Linked DNA regions of Mus musculus: region 1 is linked to region 2. A link is a contact called in public HiChIP or PLAC-seq data. All regions are on one chromosome and are shown on one strand. The core of a region is the stretch at or near the end of the contact, and the rest is flanking DNA. Distances in the headings are between cores, read along the strand shown. Region 1 overlaps Wasf2 (WAS protein family, member 2). Region 2 overlaps Fgr (FGR proto-oncogene, Src family tyrosine kinase).

The links. HiChIP or PLAC-seq counts read pairs in DNA pulled down with a chosen protein or histone mark.
Region 1: an H3K27ac HiChIP or PLAC-seq map of embryonic stem cells shows a contact between it and region 2, with 6 read pairs. The contact joins two enhancer-like sites. A contact is called at or near these places in 1 of 15 datasets of contacts at CTCF or cohesin (large pre-B cells), 22 of 484 Hi-C or Micro-C datasets (the AtT-20 cell line, B cells, CD4 T cells and 17 more), 9 of 115 datasets of contacts at active chromatin or transcription factors (VIP interneurons, differentiating embryonic stem cells, double positive thymocytes and 4 more) and 4 of 9 other capture datasets (adipose tissue, embryonic stem cells, liver and 1 more).

Annotation. Positions count from the first base shown.
Region 1 is chr4:133,182,679-133,187,459 of GRCm38.p6, reverse strand. It overlaps Wasf2 (WAS protein family, member 2), which reads right to left. Exons shown (of 9, transcript NM_153423.6): 3 at 2,357-2,491; 4 at 1,708-1,861. Among named protein-coding and RNA genes, the nearest start is that of Mir7017, 11 kb to the left of the region's middle. Within about 2 kb of position 2,764, at least 195 of the 459 cell types and tissues checked have an H3K27ac peak or open chromatin away from gene starts, as enhancers often do. A contact at or near this core is called in embryonic stem cells, where this site is marked.
Region 2 is chr4:132,991,152-132,995,350 of GRCm38.p6, reverse strand. Fgr (FGR proto-oncogene, Src family tyrosine kinase) reads right to left here. Exons shown (of 13, transcript NM_010208.4): 6 at 601-704; 7 at 284-433. Among named protein-coding and RNA genes, the nearest start is that of Gm36599, 15 kb to the left of the region's middle. Within about 2 kb of position 1,625, at least 18 of the 459 cell types and tissues checked have an H3K27ac peak or open chromatin away from gene starts, as enhancers often do. A contact at or near this core is called in embryonic stem cells, where this site is marked.

The sequences.
Region 1 (4,781 bases), core at 1,515-4,014, 190 kb before region 2:
AAAAAAACTACACACAAAACATTTAAAAGGATGGTCTTAAGACAGCCTGGTGTATATATAAGCTCTAGGACACCCAGAACTACATAGAGAGACCCAATCTTTCTTTACACATACACACACACACACACACACACACACACACACACACACACACACACAGTGAATCAACCAACCAACCAACCAACCAAAACTTCTGAAAGACAATTCTACCCCTTGCCTTTCAAACTCCAAGGGCACATCTATATCAACCACCACCACTGAGGGCACAGGTGTCTAGACCAACCGTTTTTAGTTCCTTTTAAAACATGCTTTAGATTTATTTTATTTTTATTTAATGTGTGTGTATGCGTGTCTCTGTGCACATATGTGGGTGCCCATAAAGGCCAGAAGGGGGTGTAAGAGCACACGCAGCTAGAGTTACTGACGGTTGTGAGTTTCTGCTCTAAGTGCTGGGAGCTGAACTTGCAGTAGCAGCAGATGTTCTTACGGGTTGAACTGTCTCTCCAGGCCCTGACAGCAACATGTTTATAGTAACCACTGCTTGTTTCTGTTAGGCCAAGTCCAGATAACTGAGAGGAAGGAGATACTAATTCTGGCAGTATTAGTATCAAAAAAAAAAAATAATACAGTTTCCAGAAAGATGAAACATCTCAATATTATTTGTCAATCCTATCCCACCATACAAACACTGTCTCATATCGTTTTCAGTACTATGAGGTATGTCAACCCTTTCTATCACACACTATCCCCAAACTCAATCAGACTAAAGAGTGACAGCCCTGGGGCAAGCAAGACTCCATATCCTTTACTAGGACCAAGGGCAGATATTCTTCTTGATCTCTGTGAGACGCTACCAAGCTCCTATTTGGGGCTCGAGGGACAGACCAGTGTCCTTGAATTCAAGAGGTACACACACACACACACACACACACACACACACACACACACACACTCTGCTTTTCAGTGTACCCATGCCTGACCGCCAGCACCCACGTCTAGCTACCTGTAACTACTTTTTATGGATACAAGCAAGATAAATATTCCCTTTCTACTTCTGCTCAGTTGGTCTGTTCAAGATGACATTAGCAAATCGCCAGAGGGGAGGACTCTAGGTTGTCTTTAAACCTACCATCTTCCTTTCCCATGTCTACCTACACCAGGGCTGGTCCTTACAGAAGAAACCATCCAAAGGGTGTTCAAAATGAAGGGACCGGCACTCACGTGGAAGGACACCAATACTCCCCACACTGTGATCCCCCCCTCCCCAGCAGCCAGTATGAGGCTGGTCCCATTAACTTGCCCAAACATCTGGTAATTTAGAGTTTTCTGAGAAAGTGGAAAGCCGGTTAGAATGTGGCCCCTGGGAATCCGTGTGCAGGACTGCCTGCTAACAAGTCCTCTTGCTTCTGTAATAACTAAATTCCTTGGATGGAATCCAGATGGACTTACTTTTCCCAAGTTAAACTTTGCAGCATCAATGGTACAGCAAACTTTCAGTACATAGGAGACGCGGCATGTCCGTCAGAGACCAGACAAGAATGAGCTAACGGTCTCTGCTGGGGTGGGCAGGGAGTTCAACAGTATTCTCTCTCTGATACAGATATTATCTTTAGAGATTTTAGACAATGCAGTTTTTAATCACACACACAGAGAGAGAGAGAGAGAGAGAGAGAGAGAGAGAGAGAGAGAGAGCGAGCGCACGGTTACCTGTAAGGACTGAGATTGTTAAGAGGGGGAGGAGCGTCACAGCTGTTATAGGTCTCTAAGACGGGCACCGGGAGAGAGTTCCTGTCAAAGAGCTTCTGGTCTTGGGTGGTAGAACTTCTGAAGGCCTTCCGAGTGTTGATTCCTTGTAGTGACACTGAGAGAAGGAAGATGGAAGGCGTTAGAAAATGGACGGCAGGCTATTTGAGCAAACACTGAGTCACACCGTCGGAGACGCCTCAGCTGCTGCCTTTCTTGGCAGCCAGGTTTTTTTTCCCTTCCCCCTCTGGGGAAGCCCCACGAGGCTGTCAGCAGCCCAGCCATTTCATGACTGAACAGATGAAGCAACACAAAGGTTTACTATGTGGCCAGATCTTGCAGGCCTCTCCATGGGTGAAATGAGTCTTCCAAGTACTTTTATGGTAGCAAAATACCACTGAGGGAAAGGAAACGTGAGAACAAGGGGACTGGGGGGATGGCAGTGTGCTGTGTGGTAAAGGGAAAAAGGTTTCTTTACACCACCTAGGCTTATGTCGCTTCCAAGTAGACGTATATCAGTCTCTCTGATCTCTCCTCTTGCTTTGTAACAAACCAGGGCAGGATTCTGAGGCACTCCTCGGCAGAGCCTGCAGCTCTGGCTAAGCCTCCTTACCTTCTTCTTCCTTGGGATCCAGCTGAGTGACTTTAACTTGTACTCGGTCAACCCGCTCAGCAAGGGAGTTTACTCGGGAGGCAAAGGCACTTGCCTGAGTACAAATCTCTCCGAAAATGTCCTCTGCATACTTACCTAGAAAGGGCAAACAGAGCAAGTCACTAGTGCACAGGAGTGAGAGGAACCAGCCCAAAGACTAAAGAGTATATCGTACCCCAAACACACACACACACATGCTTGTTCTTGGAGAAAGAGACAGTTTCCATAGCCTGGTCACTCTGTGCTTATATAGTCCATAACTAATAGAACCTCTTTGGCAAATTCTGAACAAACATGAAATTAAAAGCAGGTTCAACAAAATCGAAAGGTGCAATGTCAACAAGTTAGTCCCGGAAAAGCAGCCAGTGTATGCAAACATTTGTCCTTGGCTCTCACCCTCCTGTTCTGTAAAGCACCTTGTAAAACGGCTCTGAGAGCAGCCTGAAAGTTAGAGCAACAACTAGGCGTCCATGCTTAATACACTAAATTACGTCCTCAGTTGAATTTCAAAAGCCCACTGAAAACCAAGATGTGGGTATCTCTAAGGGGCCTGAATTTTCCCACCCCACACAGAGATGCCAAATTTCTTCTAAGGGTGAAAAGGTCACCTTACATTCTCTAACCCACAGCTTTCAAAGTCTTTGCTCCAGGTTACAATCCTTCAAATCCACACCCCAGGGAACAAGCGAAAAGCTGAGATATTCAAGCCCTCCCTGAAAAACAAGACACCACTGGTCTTTTTCCACAAGGTCTCACTTTTTAGAATAAGAAAAGAGTTCTGTACTTTCAACCCTGAATGCAAGGAGAATTTGTAGCCAAAGAAACCGCCATGTGGAATAAATACCTCCACACTGTTATTCTGAGCCGCAAGGGATGGGAGAGGTATGAGGAGTAAGTCTCCACACCTCGGATGCTCACGCACAAAGGGAAGGCAGCCGTAAACGACTGCCCAACCTGACGAGAGTTTGAGACCTAGTTAAAGTAAGGTCTCATTTTTTTTTCCTTTAGCTTCTAAGCTTAGTACATATTTAAGGGGGAATTAGGCTAACCTAGCCTGGAAGGGCAAAACCACACCCTCGGGGTAAACTGCAGTTAACTTGTGCACTGGGAGCTCCTGGTGCATTTAATAAATCAAGGAGGAGCTCCCAATTCTGCATACTGCACGCTTCCATGCAGCAACAGTCAAGAGGCATTCCTGAGCTCAAAGGACTCAGAGGCCAACATGCTGCGTCCCTGCTCTGCTGCAGGCAGAAGGTCCTGTTTGATATGTTGATAATACAGCAGTGCTCCTGCTCCACCAGGTAAAGAAAAATTGTGTTTGGAAACAAAAGCAAAGAAATAACGCAGGATTATGCATGGGAAATGAACCAACCTTAAAAACACCCAATGGTGGTGGCTCCCACCTGTAATCTTAGCACTTGGGAGGCCGAGGGGGAGGCTGTTTGTTCAAGGCCAGCCTGGACTACATAGTGAGACTCTGTCTCATAACAAATGTAAAAATTCAACTGCTCTGGCGGAAAAGAGAAAAATACAAGTTAACCCATCTTTCTGTCTCCCAGAGAAGACTGAGATTTTCGGTTCCACAGTAGAAGGGCTTGTGACAGTGGGCATCAGGTAAAAATCTTACAAAAGATCTCAATATACAAAATTTATTATTATTATTTTGAGACAGGGTCTCACTATGGAGCACTGGCTGGCTCGGAACTTTCTGTGCAGACAAGATCTTTGAAAACTGTGAGTTAGAAAACATAAAGTGACCTCCTCACCAGGAGAAGTCCTACATTCCTGCGTCAGAGATAGATAAGTTAGAGATATCTTCATCTTGGTCTGATGTTCTACTGAAGTAATTTCTCATACAGTGTGAGGGTCATGGATCCCTGCTTGTTCCTCGTCACTCCCAAGCTGCTCTCCAGAGCCACCGGACAAGGAGCCTTTGAACCCAGAGATCCGCCTGCCTCTGCCCTCCAAGTGCTGGGATTAAAGGCCTGTGCTCAGCTTTCCTTTCTCCTTTCTGAGGCAGGGCTTCTCTGTGTGGCCCTCGCTGTGCTCTGTAGACCAGGCTGGAGTAAAGGCGTGCACCAGCACTGCCTGGCCTCTTCCTTGCCATGTCAGGTCAGGCCCTGGGCGACTCAGAATCACACTATGGAAAATGGAAAGAGCAGCAGACCTCAAATCAGAAGCCTCAGACTGTTAGAGCTCAGATCTTTATTTTTAGACACTGCCTCACTTCGTCCCCTGGCTGGTTTCAAATTCACTTAGTAGACCAGGCTGGCCTCAAACTCGCCATGATCTCATCCTTCTCTTCCTCACCACTGAGATGACTTGTGTATCACTGTACCCAGCCAAGGCTGCAGCTCTTTCTATTATGCCGGAGTACTTCTTATAT
Region 2 (4,199 bases), core at 376-2,875:
TTGGCTGAAGGAGAGAATCAACTTCCACGAGTTGTACTCTGACACGCATGAGCCCCCCCCCCAAAAAAAAATGTAAAATTTTCAAAAGTTCCCCAGGCTTAGGCCTGGAAGCAAGATTAGGAGGCATTGCTTGCTCTCCGTCTGCTCAGACTCCACACAGAGCAGAATCCTGGCCTAAGGACGCATGTACGTGGCCCAGCCACTACTTCTTTAGGAGATTTTTGTTCTCCAGGCCTCAGTCTCCCCGTCATGACAACACGGTCAGTCACACTTAGCAGCTCACCCATGTAGTGCCGCACTAGGTCCTGTATGGAGTCAAACTGGGCCCGTGTGGTGATGTAGTAGCCGCCCGTGTCCAGCTTTCGGATCTTATAATGCTTTATGTGATCGCCTCTGTTCTGGTCCCAGTCACGGATGGACAGGGAGTAGGCCCCTGGGTGGAAAGGGTCCTTTAGTTCTCGTCTCCCTCAGAGCAGGAGGAGGCCCCCAAAGGAATTCCCAGAGCCCAGCTTAGCTCTGCCCCTCCACTTGGCCCTGACCCAAGCACTGACCAGCCCACTGTCCTTATTGTCTGGTGGCATGTCTGCCGTACCAACCCACCTTTGGTGGTCTCGCTTTCCCGAATGAGAAAGGCCCCCTGGGGGTTACCAGAGGACAGAAGCTGCCTCTCTGCATCCTTTCTACTGATCTTTCCGAAGTACCACCTGTTAGGAAAAGCAGGCAGAACCAGGCACATTCATTCCAAACGCCAGTTCATCTTCCCCGGAAGTCACCGCAACAGCCAAGTCTCAGTTTCCTCATCTGACAAATGGGTTGTTATAATCTGCTTCATGACTTGAGTATAAGGATCCCAGAGAAGGGGAATGGGAAACTGTCGGGCACACATGGTCGATGCTGAGAAAGACCAGGATTCCTACCCACTGGTGTCTCTTGAATTAAAATTGTTAGATTCTCCCTGGTACAGTGGTATGATCCCAGCAATCAGGAGGCAGAGGCAGGTACCGCTCTGAGTTTGAGGGTACCCTGGTCTACATAGCAAGTTCTAGGTCAGCCAGGGCTACATAGTGAGACCCTACCTTAAAAACAAATAATGAGGGAACAGGGCATAGTGGTACATGCCTTTAATCCCTGCACTTAGGAGTTGGCGGGGGCAGGTGGATCTCTCTGAGTTTGAGGCCAGCCTGGTCTATAGAATGAGTTCTAGGACAGCCGGAGAAACCCTGTCTCTGGGAAAAAAAAAAAAAAGCCATAAAAGTCCCTGGTAGTGTAGTGTATGCCTTTAATCCCAGCACTTGGGAGGCACAGGCAGGCAGATGTTCCAAATCAGTCAAGGTTACATGGTAAGACGTTATATCAAACCAACAAACACACCAACAAACCAAAATTGGTAGAGCCCAGGCATCAGTGACTTTTTCAGGTATCACAGGGCCCTTGACCCTTCTCACTAGACCTCTCCAAAACCCATTTTACAGACAAGGAACTCAAGTCTCAGAGGGGAGCTGGTGTGAACAATTAGTGTCCTCACGTGCCCTGATTCTCTCCCACCACCCTAGGCAATCCTTCAGACTCCTGCCCCACCCTAGCCCCAAATTCTTTCCCTGCTTGTGGCTGTCTGAGACAATGTAGTCCTGAGCTGTGTGCATACAGGGCAGACTGGGGGGTGGGGAACAGATGTGACCACACTCGCTGTAGAAGACTCTGTTGTTATCTGATCATTAAATTGACTGTGCCTTGTGGGCATTGATAGAAAAGAACACAGTTTTCAAATCAGGGCGGGTGAGGACACCTGGGAACGCTGGCACGCTCAGTCCATACCTGAGCACCAGGCAAATCTGGGAGACAGAAGCGGTGTCTGCTAACCGTGTGCCTGGGAAAGCAGGCAGCAAGGAGAAAGGGTTGAAGGGATACCATACACATTGTCAAAGGTTTTCAAGATCATCCTTCAACCCCAGCACAGTGTTGTGCACCTTTGACCCCAGCACTCTGGAGTCAGGAGGCTCTCTGTGAATTCAAGGCCAGCCTGGTCTACAGAACTTTTTCTAGGACAGCCAGAGCTACACAAAGAAGCCCTGTCTTAAAAAAGCCAAAAACTTCCTTAAGAATCAGCAGAGTAAGTTAGCCCCTGGGAGGAGGAGCTTCTAAGAGTGAGATAGCCTGAGCTACATCGCAGGACCTTGCTTCAAAATAAAAACCAAGCCTTAACAGACTGGGCACTTCCTTTGTGGTAGACGACAACTCTGAACATAAATAGACTTGCTTATAATATTCAGAGAAAAGTGCCATGTTTAAACTCATTAGACAGATGAGGAATTGAACCAGCTACCTAGTGGTTAAGCAGCTTGCCTGAGGCCACACTGTGATCCAAAACAGGAACCCAAACTGTCTCCTCTCAGGCCTGGGCTCTTAACCAGGAACCCACACTGAGCACTTTAGACAGCACCTTGCTACCCAAGCTGTGGGCGCAGCTGATCCAACCCTCCACACACACACACACACACACACACACACACACACACACCATTGCCACCCCTCTGATCCACACCCCCCCCACTCCCACACCATGGCCACCCCTCTGATCCAACCCCCACCCTCACACCCACACCATTGCCACCCCACTGATCCAAACCCCACACCCCCACACCATTGCCACCCTGCTGATCCAACCCCCCCCACCATTGCTACCCTGCTGATCCAACTCCCCCCCCAACACACAACACTGCCACCCTGCCCCTCCATCATCCTCCATGCTTTCTGCCGCTCTCCACAATCCAGCCTCTTTCCTCTTGTGCTCTGGGCTTGCCCATGTCCCTCTACTAGAGAAAACCCATCTTACCCCATAAACATCCCCCTGAAACTGCCCCATCCTTCAATCCCTAAACACATACCTTCCTCTTTCCTAGAGGGAAGAAGTTCTGAGTCCTACGTTGCTGTGTTTTAAAGATGTATTTCTTGATATCACTGCACACACATGTGCATGCAAGTGTCCATGGGGGCTGAAAGAGGGCACCAGAGCCCCTGGAACAGTAGCTAATGAGGGTTATAAGTCCCCACGTGGGTGCTAGGAATTGAACCCTGGTCCTCTGGAAGAGCTTCCTGTGCACTGAACCACTGACCCATCTCTACAGCCCCCTACTTTTTTCTTTTTCAACAACAAAATTATTGCATGTTCTGTATTCATGTTGTGTGTGCATGTGCGCATGCATGCTATAACAAAGGAGTGGGGGTCAGAAGTCAGATCCGTGCATGCTGGGTCTCTCCTTTCACCCTGTGGGTTCTGGAGATCAAACTTAGGGGGTCAAGCTTGACAGCAAGTGCCTTTACCTGCTGAGCCATCTTCTGCATGTTTGGTCCCGGCTTCTTAGCTCACCTTCACTTAGATCCATATTTCCCCTCTTGAGACAATACTTTCCTCCCCTTCCACTAACTCCCTCCTTCCTGGGCTCTGCTGTCAAGCCCATGTGACAAAGGTGACTTAGGAGGGTCACCCCATTGCCAAGGATGAGGGCAGCCTCAAATCCCCTCTCTCCTGTTTTCAGAAATTTCTCCTCCAGACTTGGATGTTCTGCACTTGGCCGGGCCTGCTTTTCTCCGCTCTCCAGTGGCTCTTTCTTCACCAGAGTCAAACCCCAGGACCACCCTGTGTCTTGCTTGCTCTCTCTTCCTCCTTTTTCCTACTAGGCAGCTCTAAGTGTCATCTCTACTCAGATGAGGCCCAGTTCCTACCAGCACCAGAGTGCCATAACAAATGACAGAGTCTCAGAGACAATTAGGAACAGGAGCCCCTTCCTCTGGGATCATGAAGTGGCATGGCCCGGCACTTCTCATACACAGGGCAGCCTGGTCTAGCTTCTGGTAACTTCCTTCACGTGTAGTGTTCCTCTCTACAAACCACAAAACAACAATCCTGCCCCACCCCCACCCCCGCCGAATCCATGGACCTCCACTTGTTCCCGTGTCCCCCATTTTATCAACTGACACCACACCTAACTTGTTTCTTCCAAAGATACTGGATCATCCAGTTCCCCTCGCTTCCCAGAGTCCAAGTCCTGAGGACTCTCACTCTGGTTTTGGGGTAGCCAAGACTACCCTCAAATTCACTACAAATGTCAGAATCGTGGGCACAACGCTACTACGCCACTGTCCTGGCTAGCTTTGTGTCAACTCCATACAAGCCAGAGTCTTCAGAGAGAAAGGCAGCT